3 separate regions of the Mus musculus genome follow, and regions 1 and 3 are each linked to region 2. A link is a contact called in public Hi-C data. All regions are on one chromosome and are shown on one strand. The core of a region is the stretch at or near the end of the contact, and the rest is flanking DNA. Distances in the headings are between cores, read along the strand shown.

Region 1 (4,182 bases), core at 1,541-4,040, 150 kb after region 2:
AAGAGGAGACTGGATGTGTTTCATAGTGGGCACAGCTTGAGCATTTAAGACCTCAAAGCCCTGCCCCTACAGTGACACAATTCCTCTAACAAGACCACTTGTTACCACTCTCTAAAGTACCACTCTCTACAGTCAAGCACTCAAACATGAATCTAGGGAGGCCATTCCTATTCAAATCACCACACAAGGATTCTAATAAAAGAGAAGTGTAACCACAACGGGGCAGGATAAATAAATATGGGGGAGTGTGGTAGAACTGTTAGGAATATTGATTGTGGTAGTAGATAAAATAATCCAAAGAACACACACACACACACACACCCTCTATGTTAATTCTTTAAAATAAATAAGGAAAAATCCTAGAAGGGCTCATCAAGCAAAGGCAAGGAGAGGAACCAGGGTGAGAAGCAGGTGAACACTCTCCTGTGAGGGGAACACAGCTTGAGCCCCCTTCTCCCTGCATCAGGTCACAGAGGAGGAACGGAACATCGCTGGGCACGATCTGAATTGGACACAGGGATGAGCCCCTGGGTGACAGTGCTGGACCCCCAGGGTTAAAAGCCTTAAGTCCCTTTGTGTACTGACCTTTCTGAACCTCTCTAGTGTCTGGAGAGTAACTAATAGGAAACAGTTAAGGCAGCCAGAAGGTGACTGAGGACAGGGCAGAAGGCCCATCCTCCAATGTCGCCTCCCACCTGAACTCCATCAGCAAAGCCCTGCCTCATCCTTGTGATATGGTTGTGGCTGAATCCTTGCTAATGTTCAGTATCATCCATGGCTTGGCAAGACAGGTCATAGAAGGCATAGTTAGAAATAGATTCGTCTTAAGTACCTGTGGTGATGAACGCTTACAAAGTCTATTTTGGTTTCCAGCTCAGTCTGAGTAGAGAGCATCCTCAGACTGCACTACACTTCATAGAAAGAGCACCGTGCAGGCAGTGGGAAAATTCAGAATATTCTCTCATACACCACAAAGTGCTTTGCAATAGCACTGGCCTTCAGGATGAAATTCTTAAGGGGCTGTTTCCATGTGAGATGACACAGATGCATGAGAGCCACATGGTGTAACTGTCTCCCTACACTGCAGAACCCTTTCCTATTGCTAACCCAAGGCAGCCTCCCAGACGCTTAACCAGCTTTAGTGATGCCTTCCTAGGAACAAGGCCACCCTCTGGAGCCTGAGCCGCTGCACTCTCCTGGCTGTTTTGACCTCCTGCAGCAAATGCCCACACACTGTGCTACGGGAGAAGGGGAAAGAACAACCTGACACCTGACCCTGAGACAGAAGGTGAAGAAGACGAACTATGCATCTTGGAAAAGTACTAAGGAATGGTCAGGAAATGTTTCTGCACAGTCAATCCAGTGGCCATCCTGCTGGGCACTCAAAGATGGCGGTGGGAAGAAGAGTCCCTGTGTACATCACTCACACAGGCGCTGTGGGCTGGCAAGGCCTGGCAAGCAGAGAGAATTCCCCCAAGTGTAAGGGGGAAGGGAAAAAAAAAACTATCTACTTATAGTATCAGTCACAATAAATCCAGTGACAGAAAAAGCAGTTTGCTGACTTCCAATCTCCGACTACTTTTATATATATATATATTCATATAACATGATATATGTGTATTATATACCATATTTAATATATATATGTGTGTATATATATATATATATATATACCCATGTATACTTCAGAAGGAACAGTTGTGTTTAGCTCACATATCTTTTTGTCTATGATACAATAATGCAAGTTTTAGTTTGAAATACACATATCTCTTAAGATTGAGTCAACATACTTGATTCCCTGGTCATGAGCCTAATACACACACACACACATATGTGTGTGTGTGTGTGTGTGTGTGTGTGTGTGTGTGTGTGTATGGCTAAATATTCCAGCATTTGGGAGCCTATGGATGAATGTACAAGATGTATCAAATGGACATAGTAACAAATGCCCATAGTTTCAGTGCTTAGAAAGAGGAGGAAAGATGATTGGCTATACTTGGTTACACAGTAAGTTTCAGACCAGCCTGGTTATATAGAAAGACCCTGCCTTTCACGTAGAAAAGAAAAAGTAAGAACAAAAACTATTAAGTGTTACACTGTTTTAATTGACTTGGGAAGAAAGTGGCTCTCATAACAAATTTTAATACAACTATTTCTTTTTAAGTATATGTGTGTGTGTATGTATAACATATACATATAATATTATAACATATTAGTATATATTTGTTATGTTATATACACATATATGCATCTATGTATATACACATATAAATATATACATATATATGTATGTATATATAAAATCAGAGTGGAAACGCACACCTTATATTGAGGTCTCTGCTACAACCAGTCTAAAGGCACTGGAGCATGCATCTGAGCAGGCTGCTGTCTCTAGGGACAGTGACAGTCACAACTGCAGTGGCAGCACTGCTAAGGCTTCCCACATCAGCGCATGCGTCCTGCAGGAGCTTGCTCTTCACATGCAGGAGCATGTGGCAAGTGCATAAGTCAGTTGCTGCATCCATGTAAACTGTGCCTTCTATACAACTTACTGAGGGCTGGGTCTATGTGAACAAAAGCCTCACCTAATTAGTCAGAGAAGTCAGGATTTATTCAAACCTTCACTAAAATAGCTCCACTAATTGGTAGTGAGGCCACTCTGCATCCGTGTGTCAGCTGAAGTGTCTGAAACGGCATCAGTTTAACTTTTTCTGCAGCTGAGATCACTACTCCACAGAATCTCTTGGTGTCCCTGCTCTAACACACGGGAAGACAGCCTGACTGCTATGGCAAGCAGCTGCTGACGTGGCCAGGAAGTTCTCATTAGAACCTGAGAGCAGCTGCTCTTACCCAGGTGCAGTTTCCTTCCTGGAGCCCTGGGTTCCTTAGGCCCTCGGCAGGTACCCGCACTGGGCCTCACACAAGTATAAGACACAGTTACTGATCTGAGAAAGTTTGGGTTTATGGAGACAGAAATCTCACAAGAAAGCTAGGTGCAACACATGCCTATAACCCTAGCTCTCTGAAGGCTGAGACAGAAAGATCACAAATTCCAGGCCACTCTTGTTAAGAGAAGAGACAAGGGGAAGAGAAAGGGGAATAGAAAGGGAGATGGTATGAGGGGAATGAGAGGGAGGAGTTAGAGGAGGAGGCAGAGAGGGGGGTGGGGACGGAAGAAGGAAGGAAAGGGGAAGACTACATTGTCTTACAGTTTATCATGGCAATTCTAAATTCAGAGTGGAAGATGCTTAAGAGAAGGAAGGCTCCCCTCCCTAATACCAAGAAGAAACAAAAGAAAATTCTCTGCAAAAGGAATAGGAGCAGAAGAACTCACGTCAGTGGAAGAGGGCAGTGTGCACTGTTCCTGAACCAGCTGCAAACTAAGGCAGCAGAATGGAGAGAGGACTGTGGAGAGAAGTAGTCTGCATCCTTTAAAAAGAACCTAGTACTGTTCCTTTACTAAATGGACATGCTGTCAAATTGCATTCTAAATATTTAAGTTTACGTCCACAGACCCAGGCTGCACTCAGCCACGGTGAGGGAAGCTTCGTTTTGCAGTGGGCAGGAGCCAATGGAGAGATGCATCACTGGTCACAGTGCTCAGCCCGCAAACAGGCTCTCTTTATTAACCTTACTATTATCAAGGGCCAGTCACACTACAGAAGTTGGGCAGAAAGAATAGAAGAGCCAGAGTACGTGGAGGAGTCTGTGAAATGCTGTTTTCCGGGCATGACCTGGCTGTCACAATCATGAACTCACAGCAGCTGTTGCTACTTGCATAAGACCTGTATAAAATCAAATCAGCCAAAACCCTGGCAACTGACGGGGTAGGTGATCTCTAGGCCGAGGCCCTTTCTGAAGAGGTGCCGGCCGTGGATAAAGTTGCTGAAGAAGAGAGAAACTCTTTGATTTTTCTTAGTATGTTTTTTTCAAACAGGATCTCTCTATGTAGCCTTGGCTGTCCTAGAGCTCACTATGCAGGCCAGGCTGGCCTCAAACCCTTAGAGATCTGCCTGCTTCTCTCTTGAGTGATGTGATTAAAGGATGTGCTACCACACCTGGCTCTGGAGACCCTTCTTTATTGAAGACAAAGCCACTAGTAGATTTCCCATGCTTTGGTAGATGGCCCCACACCTACACACATTTATATAGCACTAATTAAATATACTAAGTTGAAGAAGA
Region 2 (4,151 bases), core at 1,138-3,637:
AGAAGAACCTGAATCCAAGTCCTCTCCGGGCCTAATATCCAGGAGATAGAACACAGCATTTGAGCGGCTCCTCAAGAGCCTAAGTCAGCCCCAGGAGCCCCCTGACCCTCCAGCCACAGCAGCCCGGAAGAAGGCTTTTCAATACGCCACACTGAGCTCTTCTGCAGTCCTTCTGAAAGCTGTCACGACAGCAGCTGCTTGCATAGATGTCCTGGGACTCTGAGTGGCTTGCTTTTAAAATTATTTTACCTTCTGAAAAATGTTTGTATCTATGTTAAGTGTAAACGTAAGCCACACGCATGCAGGTGGCCAGAAGAGGGCATTAGATGCCCTGGAGCCGGAGTTACAGGTGCCTGTGACCTATACAGTGCTGGTGCCCCACACTAAACTTCCCACCCCTGTAAGAGCAGTGTGTGCACTCAGCTTATCACAGAGCCTTATATCTCCCCTTCTCAGCACAAGCTCTCGCCCACACTTGGGGATTTCTTTTAGTACTTCCTGATGCTGCTAAGCTTCCCAAGGGATGGGGGCAAGAGGTAAGGCTGGATAACGCATCAGTGGCAGGACTGTGCTCCTTCCCCAGGAACAGGGGTCTGACCCCAAGCTCTTCTGTCCTTGCATCATTTTCATGGCAAGCATGAGCAGCGTCGTGCTGTGACAACACGGCTAAACCCCAAAGTCCCAGGTGGCCCCTGAAGGCACCGCTACATGCTTGTGCTAATGCGTGTTGCTCACACAGAGCGAGGGATTTCTATGACGCAGCCACATTCACCTTGGGAAATGTGGGTCAAGGTCAGACTGAGGCCTCCAGGTCTGAATCAAGACCTGGAGTTGTGCCCAGAAAAACTACTCTCTTTGTTAGAGAAAGAGAAAGGTGGTACTGTGGGAAAGGTGGCACAGCAACCGAGGTTCCTGCCCCACCATCGCCAGCAGAGTCGGTCTGTGTTCCCAGCAATAGAACGGCCATTCCTCACTCCAGGAAGCCAGCTTCCTCAAAGAGATAAGATGGCTTCCTCTCTCTCACATCGTCAAACCACCCCAGAGGCCACGCTGCTACTGAGGTGAGTGGCCCCCAGGAGGGGTTACCTCTCTTGACAGAGGCCCCAAGGCACTCATCAGCATGTTGTAAATACTAAACCCAAGCAGGTCGGCTTCATCCTTGGCCTATATTGGTGTGCAAGCTTTACAGAGTTCTTCCTTCTCGAGCTTTTAGGGCCCTGTGAGCCAAATGCTTTCCATCTGACTATCCCCTGATGCCTTTCCTCTTCAGGCCTTCTGAGGAGGCTAGGATTCTAACACAGACAACCCCACTTAACCTCTGAGCTCAGCATTCTCACACTGCAACAAAACCATGCCGTGTATCTCTCTTCTGGGTGAGCGGCTGGCGCGCAGCTGGCTATCTGCCTCTGCAGTCCATGTCTTCTCAAAGATTTTTTCCTCTTTCTGACTGGGGTCCATCTTGGTGTCAGCACTAAGCTGTCCATGCCAAGGTATCCAAGCAAAGCGTGCACTGCCTCCCAGCTACAGCAGTGACCCACAGACAGCTGGGCAAGCTGTTCTTGGTATACACATCTCTATGTTAATGATCCTGGATGCTTTGTCAAGTGGTTGGGGACGGGGTAAGGGTGCGGTCAACAGTATTTAGGACAAAACTTTATATTTAACTTTATACTTCCCAAATAAGGCTATTCTCATTGAAGAGAACTGAGTGCCCCCAGATGGCTTTTGTTCTGTTTTTGGTTGGTTTTTTTTTTTGGGGGGGGGCTACCTCCCTTACTCTTGAAGCTGAGATTACTAGCTTTAGCATGGCCTTGGGTAAATGAGCCAGCGACGCCCAAGAAGCAATTTGAAACATGTAGCCTGGAAAAAAAAATCAGCCAAATAACATTATTGGAATTTCTAAACAGTTTAAACTTAAAAGCATCATTCAAGGAAAAGCATTTCCAAGCGTGTCTTCCAGGCTAAGAATATTCACACTGAATCAAACGAGCTCCCTCAGTTGGCTCAGAGGCTTCTTCATAGGCACAGTGCAAACGGAAAGGTGCCATCTCAGTGATGCCACACGTTTGAGGGAAAAGGCCAAAAGACCAAGCATGACCAAGCATCAGAGAAACCAAGCGATTAAAACATAGGCACTTTCCACACAGCGCATGCAGCTCACGCAATGCCTATGCACAGGGAGAGGAAACCAGAAACGTCAGGCAAGGAGCCTCCACAGAGCAAGAACACCTCAGCAAGTTACCGTGATCTTTAGCCCTGCGTTGTCGAAAGCAGCAAAACTTCCTTTTCTTCTTATCCTCTCTTAGCAGATCAGCCACCGTGACCCCTTCAGGTTGAACACAGGCAATTCCATTACCAGACAGTAGAGGGCAGCAAGAGCAATACAAACAGGGCAGCCTAGCAGGCAGGCAGGCAGGCAAGCAGGCGGGCAGAAAGGGCAGCAACAGCTGGTCCAGTGTGGAACAGCGGAGGCCTGAGGCATGTCGGCATGTCTCCAATCCACTTTTGCCACCCACTCCTCCTAGCTAGGAATCTATAGCTCAGGATCTGAAGGGTTGAGGGCATTTGTCAACCTGTCCCAGAGAACCTATTCTGAATGCGCAATCTACTATCTAGTTTGTGACACAGGTCTCCTATGTTTGTCCTTGCATCTAAGAAAGTGCTTAAGGAAAGTGCCCTTCAGGGAGTCAGAGGCTCTGGGTATGAATTGGGAGTGTGATGCCAATCAGGACTGGTCTCTGGGGCAGGGCAGGTGGCAGTGAAGAAGGTGGGCTCTGGACTCTGACAACTGTACCTCCCACTGCTGTATGAACATGGATTGGTTACCTAGTGTTGCTTACTCGTGAGATATTAGCAAGGACTGGGCCATTGCTAATGAGTTGCTGGAGAAGAAGTAAATGAGAACCAAGGTAAGAGAAGCGATGTGCTTCACTCCAGCGACACATGACCACCCATAACTGTTAGCATCCTTGTTACTAAAGCCCCTAATGGTCATCGGGTCACAAGGGAGACAGTCACAGACTCTCTGACATCTAGCAGTGCTGCATTTCTGAACTCGTGCCAAGCCATCCAGCTAACCTCTAAAGTAGAGTCTACATGTGCATGCTCAGAAATGGGAGTGCACAGGCAGTATAGGGGGCCATATTGGGGCCTGCAAAAGCATAGGAACACGGGCCTACACCTTAGTGGGACTACTGCATTTCTACAAAGGGCATGCTCTCTCCACACTGCAAGTTCCCCCTCCCCAACCTAACCCTGAAGAACATGGCACAAATGTTCCAATACCCATGAGTTGGAACATAGCCCATGAACAAAGCTGTGTGAGATCTCTGAGACCTTGTGAGAAAACTCTAAGTAACTAAGACAAGAGGTCTTATAACCTCGGTGCAACAGGATGTGGGTTGTTTTTGGAATGCGCTTATGTCCCCTTCCTGGGTGTAGTAGTGAATAGGAGTGAGCTCACTTCAGACTATTCATTACAACTGGCTATTGTTACTTGTTTACTCCTCCAAGGAAAAGCATGGTTTTGCCATGTGTGTCTTGTCCTCCTGACTGTACACTTTTCTCAGGTGACTCTTGTTAACCCCCAGAGTATAAACTGTCTGATGCTCTGAATAAAGCTGGCTATTGCATGGGACTTTACTCCACCTTGTTTTTTTAGGCCCCACTCTCCCAGGTTCACGCTGCTACCCTGAGCGCCAACAGTGGTGGGTTCCAACTCCAGTGCAGCGCTTCACGACTGCGCAGCCTCGGGAGGCTATGTAAGGCTGGCACACTCTGATTTCCTCATCCATCAAGTTCCTGTCTCATAGAGCAGTGTGAAGAATAAGAACTCATGTGCCCATAGCCCCAGGAACAGCATCTGATACACACGAAATGCCAGATAAATGCTAATTGCCGCCCCATGACCTTTGAGTAAATAAATACCAGACTGCTTAAGCTTGTGATGAAAGCCACACGGCATGTGCTGATTTAATCGTCCCAGGGGAGAGCAGGCCAGGGCAGATGACAGTGGGCACTGCATCCAACCTCTGACCCCAGGGCTGGCCCTCCCATCAGTCTCCCCAGTCATAGCACTGCCAGCTGCTCCTCCAGAGAGGGTAGGTGACCTGGACTCATATTTATCGTGAGCCACCTACCTACTGCTGCTG
Region 3 (3,730 bases), core at 237-2,736, 230 kb after region 2:
CAGTCTCAGAAAGACAACGTTCACACGTCCTCTCTAATTTATAGGTCCTAAATTTAATGTTCCTACGTATATAAGAAAGGGGTAAGGGAATGGGGATAAACTATGAAACCAGAGAGCAGAGCTGAGAGGGGAAGAAGAGGTACTGAGAAGGTGGGGACAGGCAAAAGTCAGATCCAGCCTGAAAGAGGAAAGGGGGTTCCAGGGTGGGTCAGAGGAGCAGAAGAAAAACATCAAAAACAATTTGGCTTGAAGAATGCAACATTGAGACCTACCTCTGTGTAAGCCAATAAATAATCATTTAAAATGTTAACGATGTCACTTTTCCTAAAGCCAAGCACAGCCTCCACTCTTCCGGTCTTGCCCACGAATGTCTGCTTGTCATTTTCCCAGTAGGAGCTACACATTACTGAGAAAACACCAACAGTGGCTACGATCCTTCAAGGAAACTGGCTAAGTAGAAGCCAAAAGGAAGACAGCAATACTGCAAGTCTTAGCCGTGAAGTCAACCCCTGCAGGAATGCTGTGTCCTCTCAGAGGTCTCTGTGCACCGGGAACTCCACGGCTTCCCAAGGCTCTATTGATGTGGCTCCTACATCACATCAGACAAGCCACCAAAGAGACCCTGGGCGGTGCACAGACTGCAAGAGACTTCATGTTTTAAAGGACACAATGAGGATTTTTCCCAATTCTCTTCCTAGAAAATTATTCTAAAAATACTAAGTGAGGCAGAGGAATCTGTCCTCCGCAGGCAGCCAGGCAGAGGCTCTCTTCCACACTGGGAAGATTTTCCCCACTTCTCTTCCTAGAAATTTTTCTAAAAATAATGTAAACATAGAACCAATCTTGGGTGGAAGAAGGCAGCCCCAGGGGGTACATCTACAATGCAATACCTGCACTTAAGGCTCTATGAACATCTCAAAAGAGAAGGCAGAGAGTTATAAGAGCCGTGGTAACAGGGATGCTGTGAGATTGTAGGGGGTGAAGGGAAATTCAGTATGATTCAGTATGGCTGCCTAAACAAGACCTGAACAGTAACAATATCAATAACATGCTAATGCAGAAGAAGGAAATCTCATAAGGTCCCACCCTGAGACAAGGGACAATAAGCCACTAATGACAGCAGAAAGAAGGAGAATTAGCCTCTCCCAGGTATAAGGAAAACCCCCTATTAGTTATCCAAAACAAAGTGGTGCGCATGAAATCACATATATATACACAAGCCATATTAAACAGACTCTGTGGTTGTGTGTGTGTGTGTGTGTGTGTGTGTGTGTGTGTGTGTGTATGATAATTTTTAAAAGGAAGTCATCAATTTGAGATGGAATGAAGGGATATGGGAAGACTTAGGCTATGGTGATTTGAATAGGCTTGACGCCCACAGATTCATATGTTTGAATGTTTGGTCATAGGAGTGGCAATAATTAGGAGACATGGCCATGTTAGAGGAAGCATGGCTCTGCTGGAGGAAGTATGTCACTGTGTAGGCAGGCTTTGAGGTCTCCTGGCTCAGGCCAGTGTGGAAGAAAGCCTCCTGCTGCTGCCTGCAGAGGACAGTCTCCCCCTAGCTGCCTTTGAATCAAGATGTAGAACTCTCAGCTTCTTCTCTTGCCGTATATGCCTGGATGGTGCCATGCTCTTGCCATGATGATAATGGTCTGAACCTCTGAAACTGTAAGCCAGCCCCAATTAAATATTTGTCTTTAAAAGAGCTGCCTTAGTCATGGTGTCTGTTCACAGCAATGAAACCCTAACTAAGACAAAAGGAAAGGAGAGAAGCAATATAATTTTTTAACGTTAGAGAAAAAAAGGAAGAAGAAAAGCACACAACTGCAAGGCAGCGGAAGGCAAGGCCTTAGTGCCTTCAAGAGATCCTGACAGGAAGCAAACCAACCCAACCTAGCTCAATGGAAAAACTACAGAGTGGCAGGCGCCAGGGCACTTGCTCCTGTTAAATCTATAGTTAAGGTTCCCCTGGAATAGCTTGGAAAATGTATTTCTCCTCCAGAGAAAAACTACAAAATCATGACAAAATGTCTAAACTGTGTAAAATAATTGGAAGTTGGTCAAAACCAGACATAAGATGAGAGACACAAGTTTTTAAAAACTGGGATCTGGGGTTGGAGAACTGGCTCCACAGTTAAGATCACTGATTGCTTTCCCAGAGGGCCATGGTTCAACTCCCATCTCCCATGTGAGTAACTCACAGTCCTCTGTAATCCTAGTTCCAGAGGATCTGAAATCATCTTTTGAACTCTGTTGGCACCAGGTATGCACATGGCACACAAACATGGTAGACAAGCTCACATGCAAGCAAAACCTTTACACAAAGAGATAGATAGACAAATAGACAGACAGACAGACAGGTTGATTTTAAAACCTAAAATGGAGTGTAGGCTAGTGGAAAGGCTGGGGAACTGCAAAAAAGATAGTAGAAAGGATCTCACAAAAAGTATTATACTAAGAAATTATCTGAATACAAGTGGTACCCAAATTCCTGGTTGACACCATACCAGGACCCCATGAAGAAAACCCCAGAACAGGCAACAGAAATGACAGCTAGGAACTGAAAGAACTTGGGGGTGGGTGGGGGGATTTCTATTGCTGCTTAGCTGGCGTGAAAATGTCTGAGTCTGAGTCAAGTTAGATACACAAACATGAAAAAACAAGAAACAATTCTTTTTGGCTAAAAGTAAGAGGTAAATAAAGGTCTTTTTCGTATAAATGAAAACCAACAGAACTCCTACCATTAAAAAGGTCAGAAGACTAAGTTTTTCAAGAAAAAGTAAAGTGTTTTAGAAACTAGACAGAAACTTGAATCTTTGGAGGTGAGCACCGGAAATGGTAAGTATGTATTCAAATGTAGACTACTATACATTTTCTTCTTCTCTTGATTGCTTTAACAAAGGCATGGCTGTCACATGCTGATGTGATAAAAACCATGTTATAGACTCTAGCCAGGGAAGCAGGTTGGCTACCTACAGCTCTTCACCTCTTCCTCCTATCCCCCAAATCCAGTCCACTGGCCTCATCCCCAGTTCTGAATCAGCTCTGGCTCCCCCTTCTTCCCCTCCACACTTCCTTTCCCCAACCCCCAACTCCAACAGGAATCCCCTGGGAACCTGAAGCCTCCCCCACCCCCGCAGCCAGGGAAGCAGCTATCCTAACTAAAGATGGTCACCTCTCCTCTAAACCCAACCCCTCCCCACCCAATACACACACACACACACACACACACACACACACACACACACACCATCTCACCCCAAACTTTGTAGCAGATCACTTGCTGTGATTTCCCCTGCTCTCTGGCCCCCTCTGCTGCAGATTACTCAGATCAAATCCTCCAACCTTCCTTTCCACTAGCCCTGTTGTTCCAACCCCCAATTCCAGCAGGCATTCCCTAGGAACCCACTGGCCAAGCCTGCCAGAGAAGCAAGGAGGACACCAAAGCAGGTAGATGAGCTTCAGATCTTCCCTCTCCCTCCTCCCCTCCACACCCAATCCCCCAGTTTCATTCCCAGCCCTGTAGCAGACTCTGTTTTGTGACCTCTCCTCACTCTCTGCTCTCATTCCCAGGGAACTAAGCAGATCCTGGCAGAACACTATGGTTTCTTCCTTTCTGGGGACCCTTCCCTTCAGCCCATCCCTACTCCTAAGTGTCAGTTCCTAATACATAGAAACAGATTTTACCCAGAACTTCCAGTGGCTACATTAAGCACCCAACAAAGAC

What was found. A called contact is a pair of places that touch in the nucleus more often than the background predicts.
Region 1: a Hi-C map of double positive thymocytes shows a contact between it and region 2, with 3 times the contacts expected there. The contact joins two enhancer-like sites. A contact is called at or near these places in 2 of 15 datasets of contacts at CTCF or cohesin (large pre-B cells and pro-B cells), 5 of 484 Hi-C or Micro-C datasets (CD4 T cells, the HL-1 cell line, bone marrow-derived macrophages and 2 more) and 2 of 9 other capture datasets (liver and pancreatic islet).
Region 3: a Hi-C map of bone marrow-derived macrophages shows a contact between it and region 2, with 3 times the contacts expected there. The contact joins two enhancer-like sites. A contact is called at or near these places in 2 of 39 promoter capture datasets (both in liver), 3 of 15 datasets of contacts at CTCF or cohesin (large pre-B cells, pro-B cells and stem cell-derived epiblast-like cells), 30 of 484 Hi-C or Micro-C datasets (B cells, bone marrow-derived dendritic cells, bone marrow-derived macrophages and 19 more), 7 of 115 datasets of contacts at active chromatin or transcription factors (Th17 cells, astrocytes, bone marrow-derived dendritic cells and 4 more) and 3 of 9 other capture datasets (adipose tissue, liver and pancreatic islet).

Annotation. Positions count from the first base shown.
Region 1 is chr14:30,289,146-30,293,327 of GRCm38.p6, forward strand. The region is part of intron 3 of Cacna1d (calcium channel, voltage-dependent, L type, alpha 1D subunit); the gene reads right to left. Among named protein-coding and RNA genes, the nearest start is that of Cacna1d, 62 kb to the right of the region's middle. Within about 2 kb of position 2,791, at least 55 of the 459 cell types and tissues checked have an H3K27ac peak or open chromatin away from gene starts, as enhancers often do. A contact at or near this core is called in double positive thymocytes and pancreatic islet, where this site is marked.
Region 2 is chr14:30,134,799-30,138,949 of GRCm38.p6, forward strand. All of the region lies in intron 9 of Cacna1d (calcium channel, voltage-dependent, L type, alpha 1D subunit), which reads right to left. Among named protein-coding and RNA genes, the nearest start is that of Gm52106, 64 kb to the left of the region's middle. Within about 2 kb of position 2,388, at least 44 of the 459 cell types and tissues checked have an H3K27ac peak or open chromatin away from gene starts, as enhancers often do. A contact at or near this core is called in bone marrow-derived macrophages, double positive thymocytes and pancreatic islet, where this site is marked.
Region 3 is chr14:30,369,760-30,373,489 of GRCm38.p6, forward strand. It overlaps a transcript of Cacna1d not described here. Among named protein-coding and RNA genes, the nearest start is that of Cacna1d, 18 kb to the left of the region's middle. Within about 2 kb of position 1,487, at least 3 of the 459 cell types and tissues checked have an H3K27ac peak or open chromatin away from gene starts, as enhancers often do. A contact at or near this core is called in bone marrow-derived macrophages, where this site is marked.